2 separate regions of the Macaca mulatta genome follow, and region 1 is linked to region 2. Evidence: chromatin contacts called from public Hi-C data. All regions are on one chromosome and are shown on one strand. The core of a region is the stretch at or near the end of the contact, and the rest is flanking DNA. Distances in the headings are between cores, read along the strand shown.

Evidence for each region. A called contact is a pair of places that touch in the nucleus more often than the background predicts.
Region 1: a contact with region 2 is called in a Hi-C map of liver, with 1.6 times the contacts expected there. The contact joins the promoter of HCFC2 here to the promoter of TDG in region 2. A contact is called at or near these places in 3 of 14 Hi-C or Micro-C datasets (CD4 T cells, blood and liver).

What each region holds. Positions count from the first base shown.
Region 1 is chr11:111,284,797-111,288,794 of T2T-MMU8v2.0, reverse strand. It overlaps HCFC2 (host cell factor C2), which reads right to left and starts at 1,443. Exons shown (of 15, transcript NM_001261732.1): 1 at 1,265-1,443. The coding sequence starts at 1,427. It also overlaps a transcript of GLT8D2 not described here.
Region 2 is chr11:111,187,435-111,191,743 of T2T-MMU8v2.0, reverse strand. It overlaps TDG (thymine DNA glycosylase), which reads right to left and starts at 1,816. Exons shown (of 9, transcript XM_015152624.3): 1 at 1,561-1,816. It also overlaps a transcript of UQCC6 not described here.

The DNA.
Region 1 (3,998 bases), core at 194-2,693, 97 kb before region 2:
ATCTCGTAGGTAGAGGCAGGGATGCTGTCAAACATCTTACAATGTACAGGGCAATACAGGGCAGCTTCCCCCGACCTCTACAAAGAATTACCTGGCCCAAAAGGTCGACGGTGCTGCTGTTGAAAAACCCTGATCTGTATCATTTAATTCTTATAAAACCCCTGCTGGGTGAGTATAAAAATCTCCATTTTACAACTGAAAATTGTGAAGCTAAAAAAGGTTTGGTAACTTCAGCGCTGATCCTGGGCAACTGGCAGAGCAAGATTCAAATCAGGTCTAATTTGTTCCAAAGCCAGGGTTTTGAACACTAAGACCAAACTGTCAGTAACTTTTTAACTTCATATGCTGGGGCGCTGGGAGGAGGAGAGGGTGAAAAAAATAAAATTTCTCAGACTCCACTATTTTGTTAACCTTCAAATTATTCCTGTGATTAAGCTGTTTCGTCCGAGAAAAGTTATCAGGCATGAAGTAGACCCAAAATTCCATCACTGTCTTTACACCGAAAAGATTTCTTGTGACAGCCTGAGCATTTACAAGGGGGAAAAAAATTAAATTCCAGACTCCTTTCTATTCCACAGAGGTCCTCAAAGATAGGGGCTCCTTGCCCAGGGACACTTGTGATCTGCAGTGGTGCTCAGGTTATGACAGTCCTCTTTCCGAGGGCCAGTCCAGAAGGGCGCCCACACCGAGTATGCAGACACAAGGCCGCCTCACCACGTCCCCGCCGGTTTAGAGCGCGGCCCACGGAGGGGCTCTTGACCGTTACCTGCCAAACACCGGGTTGTATTTGAGGCAAGAGTGCCAGAAGGCCTCTCGTTTTCCCTCCTCACCCCCTAGATGGTCTTCCTCCTAAGGAAGGCAGGTAGGCAAAGCCGGGAAAGGCCCGACGGAACTTTGGTTTGGAGTGGGTTTTGTTTTTTGACAGGGGCGAGATTTCGGGGAGTAGCCCAGGCAGTTGGACACGGTCTTCTGTCGCCTGCGTCCTCCAGCAGCGCTGGGGCGGGGGCGTCCGGGATCCCCCGCTTGAAGACCGGTGCACCCCGCTCGGGGTCCGCTGCGTCCCCGAGGGTCCCGGAGATCCAGAGCTGCCGTCCGGGACAGAGCTGCGGGACCCGGGCCGCCCGGCCGAGCCGCGCTCCCCGCCGCCCGCCCGAGGAAGCAGTGACCGGGCGGTGACAGCTGTCAGTGCCGCGGCCGCCGCCTCGCCTCCCCTCCCCCTCCGCGGCTCCCGCAGGCGGGGCCGACGAGCCACCGCCGCGCCTACCCGTGTTGTAGACGTGCAGCTCATCCGCGATGCCCTCATTTCCCCCTCCAAAGATGATCATCAGCTCCCGGATGGCCACCGCTCGGTGTCCGTGTCGGGCGCGGGGTACCGGCCCCGTGAAGGAAGAAACCCGCCTCCAGTTGAGGAGGCTGGGAGCCGCCATCTTCCCAACCCCCGCCCCTCTGCCCACAATGCACCGCTCCCGCCTCAACCCGCTGCTCCCTGGGGAGGGCGGGGAACCGCCTCCAGCTGTGCTGGGGTCACGTGGCCGCGGGCGCCGGGGGCCAGGCTGGAGGCCCGCCGGCAGGGGAGAGACGCCGGGGAAGGGGGGGTCCTGAGAGGGGAGCCCCAACCCCATCCCAGGCGACGTGGCCAGCGGCCACCCGGGGCAACGCACCTTAGGGTGGAAGGACACTTCCCACTGACCACGTCTCCCGTCCCCACCCAGAGCCTCCCGTTCGGTATTTTGGGGAGAAGGCACAGCATCTTCCTTTACGTCCACTTTAATTGAGCATCTAGGATGTGTGGGCGAGGCAGTGTCACAAGCAACGTGAGAGAAGCTCGTGTAGAGGTGCGAAGAGCTGGGAGCGCAGGGCGGGGACCTCGCAAGGGAGGGTGCGGGCGGGAGCCCGCCTCGCGAGCCCGGGCCACGGCCGCTTCTCTCGACCGTGACTGGGACCCGGGCAGGGAAGGTCGCTACAAAGCCTGCCAGGGCGAACCGAGGGCAGCTTTGTGGGGAGCCATGCCAGGAAGCTTGGGAACCGTGAGCCACAAGAGGTATTTTTGGTTTGTTTGGCTTAAGCAGAGAAGAGATGGTTTGTAGGTTTCTGTTTCATTGCTAGCTAACAAGTGAGGGCTGTCCACAGCCAGGAATGCCTTAAGTGCCTCATGTGTATTAACTCGTGTAATCCATCCAACAATCTAGTGAGGTGGCTCCTGTTATCTCCCTTTCGTGGATGGAGAAATGAGGCACAGTGCAGTTAAGTAATATTATGAGGAACACAAAGGAAAGGTGTTGAAAAAAAGATTGGGGCCAGGAATCAACCACGGGACTTCTGATTCCAGAACCCCCAAGCCCTTATACCATATACCATACTGCCTCTGATAGCAGTCATATCCAACCATTGTGCAATACTGCCTCTGATAGCAGTCTTACGCAACTCTTTATTTTTATTTATTTATTTTAGATAGGGTCTGGTTCTGTTGCCGGAATGCAGTGGCGCTATCAGAGCTCACTGCGAGCTCCAGCTCCTGGGCTCCAGCGATCCTCCCACCTCGGCCTTCCACAGTGCTGGGACTACAGGCGTGAGCCACCGCACCCAGCCAATGCAACTCTTAATAAGGCCTAGCTGCCCTGTGATTTGATCCTACAGGTAATCACACAAGTCCATTAGGAATAAAATTGCACTGCATATGGGATTCATGCCAAATGAGTAGATTTTAGCTGCTCTTGCCACAGAAACACAAAAAGGGTTGGTGGTAACTATATGAGATGATGGATATGTTAATATGCTGCGCTGTAGTAACTTTGTGACTGTATCAGCTGTCCCCTACCTTTTTGGCACTAGGAACCTGTTTCATGGAAGACAATTTTTCCACGGACTTGGCAGGGGAGTGGGGGGTATGGACTTGGCAGGGGGGTGGAGGGTATGGTTTCGGCATGAAACTGTTCCACCTCAGATCATCAGGAATAAGATTCTCATAGGGAGTATGCAATGTAGATCCCTCCTATGGGCAGTTGACAGTAGGGTTTGAGCTCCTCTGAGAATCTAATGCGCGGCTGATCTGACAGGAGGCGGAGCTCGGGAGGTCATGGGAGTTCCGAACAGACCGAGGACTGGTTGCTGGGGATTAGAGACCCCTGGTCTATATGATATCATAACTTCATATTGTATATCTTAAAAATGCACAAGTTATTTTTAAAAAATTTAATTGAAAAAGGACTGGGCACAGTGACTCACACCTGTAATCCCAGCACGTTTGGAGGCTGAGACAGAAGGATCCACTGATCCCAGGAGTTCGAGACCAGCCTGGTCAAGATGGTGAGATCCCATCTCTATTTTTATTAAACAACGATATATAAGGCCGGGCGCGGTGGCTCACGCCTGTAATCCCAGCACTTTGGGAGGCCGAAGTGGGTGGATCACGAGGTCAGGAGATGGAGACCATCCTGGCAAATGTGGTGAAACCCCGTTTCTACTAAAAATACAAAAAAATTAGCCGGGTGTAGTGGTGGCCGCATGTAGTCCCAGCTTCTTGGGAGGCTGAGACAGGAGAATGGCGTGAACCCGGGAGGCGGCAGAGCTTGCAGTGAGCGGAGATTGCGCCACTGCACTCCAGCCAGGGCGAAAGAATGAGACTCCGTCTCAAAATAAAATAAAATAAATAGAGATACAAGTCCAGTGGAAGAAAAAATTGAAAGCAATTTAAATCCCTACCTCAGATTCTCAAGAGGTACTGAAAGGAGAATACACTGTATAGTAAATTTCCTAAAGCTCTTTTTTCCTCATCTTTTACTATTTTCAATTTCTCTTATATGCTTCATTCACCCAACTTCCTTAAACCTCAGCATGCTTCTCCACCTTCTCATCCATCTAAGCTTCTTTTTGAAAGAGAACTCTCTACCTTTTAAAAAGGAATTCTCAGGCTGGGCATAGTGGCTCACACCTGTAATCCCAGCACTTTGAGAGGCTGAGGAGAGCAGATCACCTGAGGTCAGCAGTTCGAGACCAGC
Region 2 (4,309 bases), core at 567-3,066:
GCCTGGTGGCAGGTGCCTGTAATCCGAGCTACTCGGGAGGTTGAGGTGGGAGAATCGCTTGAATCCAGGTGAAGGAGGTTGCAGTGAGCCAAGATCCGCCACTGCACTCCAGCCTGGGCAACAGAGCAAGGCTCTGTCTCAAAAAAAAAAAAAAGAAGTAAATTTATTTTTTTTCACATCCCACATTACATTTCTTGACTAGCACAGTCAAGGGTGACAGAGAACTACTCTCTAAGGATTACCTGGGGTCTGAGTCATTTCAGAAGATTACACAGAATTTTCCACAGTTTCTGAAAGGTGAAAGCTTTCCAAGACAAAATAAAATCTGGTCGATAGCCTTTTGGATGAAGTCAGGCTGACATGTCACAGCTTTGAGCTAAACAGTGTATTCAAGTCCTACTATTTTGCTGTAAGACCCTGGATAAAGTCTTACAATGTGTAATTTATTCTTGGCCCAAGTTTCAATTCTGCTCTGAAGTAAGGTCACGAGAGAGATTTCCACAAATTTTGGTGAATTCTCTTATTTGTAAAGTTCTTCTGGGAAAGAAGTGGAGTAATTTATTCCAGGACTTGATCTACAAAGTCAAGATAAAGCCCACACTTTGTCTACATATATCTCTTTTCCTAAACTCTTATTTTGGTTAGTGTGCCCTTTCATGTAACACCAATTCTCGGCATGTCAGAATCAGATTCCAGACATGTCGACTTTACAGACATGAACAGGCCCATAGAAGTCCTTTGCATTGCCTAAATTCAGCTCCCATTAGCCACTGAGAGTCAGGATAACTCTTCATTAGGTATAATAGGTTTTTTTTCTTTTAATTTCAATGTAAATCATCACTCTTTATCTTTTAAAAAACTGCCACCATATCCATTTTTTAAAAATTTAGTTTTCCACCAGGAGTTCAAATCCCTAAATCTCTTGCTTTTGCAAATCCTTCTCTTGACTCCCCCAAAGGACTTTTTAAAAACGGATTCTTAAGATCGTCCCCAAGACCACTGGAAAACTCAAAGGTCATTTTTAGATTGACTACTCGAGAGTGGTATACATATTCCCACAACAAAATTATCTAACCCATGACCCTTAACATTGCTTTTAGTAGGCCTTAGGGGAGGAAGCCGTAACAAATCAACCAACTTTAAAATGAAAACTCCTGGAGCTGGAAATGTTCGACACTCATCTTTACAGCTCTTAGCGTGGTAATGGAGAGTGAAGGGAAACGTAGCCAAGAAAGGCATCCAAAAAGACACATTAACCAAAGACTGCTGGATGTTTACTAATATATTTTATAGTCAACTGGTTATCGCGGGGAACCAAAGAAGGGTCCAGGTGCACCAGGTAACCCTCAGAGCAACCCCGACCGCCACCGCCACCGCCGCCGCCGCCGCCGCCGCCGCAGCAGCCAGGGAAGGGCCAAGCAGGCTGCTGTGCGCACGCGCGGCCCCGGCCTTTGTATTCGGGCCGGGATTTAAAAGACCCCTGCGTGCGCGCGCGCTCGCCAGCCAACCTGCCCTGCCGTGAGGGGCGCAAGGGAGGGGCAGTGCTGGCCCCGGCATTACCTGCCCGCGTTCTCCGCTTCCATTCCCCGAGGCAGCTGATGCGGACGGCTCCACCTGCCAGGCACACGGGCGGCCGGTCTCTGTAGTACGCGTCGTACTCACTGCGGTAAGACAACCCCAGAGACCTGGGCCGGATGGCTGGCAGTACCCCAACAGTGGCTGGACTCAAGCTCCTCCCCCAGGCTTCTGCCCTCCGCCACGGACCCCCTTTCTGCGCTGCACTTCCGCCTCCTCTGAGCCAAATCCCACGCGTACTGACCGTCACGTGATGCAGGACAGCCCAATCACGCTCACCCTTTTCTCGCAGGGCGCCCCAACTCCGCCGCTTGGCTTTTCGGGAAGGGTGGAGGACCAGAAGACTGGGACTAGGAGCCCTCCGCTGACGTCAGCTTTTGTCCCCAGTATTTTCGGGGACTGGTGGACGCGTGGGCTATAGGGTGCTGACCTTTGGGTGCTGTGTATATGGGATGATGACGCTTATCAGCATTATCTAGTCCTTTCCACCCCGAAATTCGCGCCGATTAAAGACTGTTGCATTATCAGGTAATGAGATGTGAGGGAGAGACTTTGAAAGTGGAAAACCTGGTCGTCGAGGCCACTGTGCCATCTTGGGCCTCAGTTTTCTTATCTGTGAAATGAGGGTGAATGTAAAGCTCTACATAAACCGCTCTCTGCTTTACTTTGGATATGTGAGAATATTAACCTTTGACGTCTACGAGACTAGATCCCATTCGAGCATCACCTCCCATAACCTTACAGACTAACCCCACTTTTACATCTCAGTGGTTCGTAATCTTACAAACTAACCTCTCTTTTATGTCCCCGTGGTTCTTACAGCTGGCTTGTTTCATTAGTTCTCCATTTCTGTCACTGGTGTTTGTACTTTATTAAGGAACTCTTAATGGAATAGGCTTTTGGGTTTTTCTAGTTTGCAGGATGATAAAAAACGTGACTGCTGTATTTGTTAGGTTTCCTGAGTTCCTGCATATAGTAACAGGTAACTCCAAACCTTCGGTGGTTTACAGCCACAGAAGTTTATTTCTCACTCACGTGACCTGTGAGCTGGGAGATGACTGTGGCTCTGTGCTCCATGAATTTTCTTCATTCTAGGATCCAGGAAAAGGCTCTCGTGAGTAAATAAAGAAAGGTTAATTTGTAGTATATCAATTATTTAAAGTTTAAGTGAAACTTTTAAAACAGTACAGAACTTTTACAAATACCCTGTCCATTAGTAGATACTACTCAGAACCTGGCACATGGTAAATATTCAATGAATGTATGTTGAATGGATGAAAAAAAGCCCATCCTCTCTGATTTTGCCAATGGCTCAGGACCGTCGTCTAGAAAAGTCTTACATCAGGTGGCTTGTCTCAGTTATTTCAGGGAGAGAATTCTGGTGACTGAAAGTGTGTGTGAAGAGAGCAAACTTTTCTCAGGATGTCTGCACTTGGGGAATTACCTTGGGCAGCAAGGGCTTCCCTCACTGTGGGTTGCTGTGCTTCTGGGTCCTGCCAACTCCACTCAGAACCTCAAGAGACCAGGGTCCTCTGCTCAATCTTGCATGGCAAAAGAAAGTTTATGGGAGGAGGCCGGGCGTGGTGGCTCACGCCTGTAATCCCAGCACTTTGGGAGGCTGAGGCGGGCGGATCACCTGAGGTCAGGAGTTCGAGACCCACCTGGCCAACATGTCGAAACCCCATGTCTGCCACCTGTAGTCCCATCTACTCGGGAGGCTGAGGTGGGAGAATCGCTTGAACCCGGGAGGCAGAGGTTGCAGTGAGCCGAGATCGAACCACTGCACTCCAGCCTGGGCTACAGAGTGAGACTCCATCTCAAAAAAAAAAAAAAAAAAGAAAAAAAAAAAAGAAAAAAAAAAAAAGAAAAAAAAAAAAGAAAGCTTATGGGAGGAGTTGTCGGTGAGGACACTGAACCTGAAAATGGTGAAGCACTTGCAGCAAACTGGCTTTTGTCCCATCAGTGTCTCTCTCTCTCTCAACATCCTGCGTCTGAGTCTGGAAGACAAACTTTTTCTGCTTGTGAGCATGGCCCACCAGAGCTGGGGAAGCCTGGGAGATGTGTTACTCTCTTATCTTTGCCATTTGTGCCTCTACTTCAGGAGAGACTTAGTATGATAGGACAAATGATAGAACAACTGCAAAAGACAAGCCAAGTCACTTCAGCTTGTTTCCCTTTCTCCTCTTCGTAATGCCTCCTCTCCCTTTCTGGAACGTAGTGAGCTTACTTCTCTAGTAGCTAATGTTGTGCCAGTTAGTTACATCTTACTGTCAACAAGGCTTGCTATTGGGTAGGATTTGTCCAATAGTAGATTTTCATCCATAAGTGGGTACCAGTGTCCTTACTGCATATGAGGGCTTTTGAGACCAGTACAAGAATTGGTGCTAAAGACAGCAGTTATATTCAGAATAATGATGATGATGATGATGGTGGTAATTATAGCTGTTAACATTTATTGACTGTTTAATATGTGCCATGGACTGCTGTAAGTACTTTGTCTATATTAATTCATTTAATCCTTAGGATTAAATGTGAGTCAAGGTTGCATCTTTGTTTGGGCTGCTATAACAAAATATCAAAAACTGGGTGGCTTTATAGACAACGCACATTTATTTCTTAGAGTTCTGGAGGCTGGGAAGTTCACGATCGGGGTGCCTGAAGATTCAGTGTCTGGTGAGCGGACCCACTTGCTGGTTGATAGATGGTACCTTCTAGCTGTGTCTTCACGTGGTGG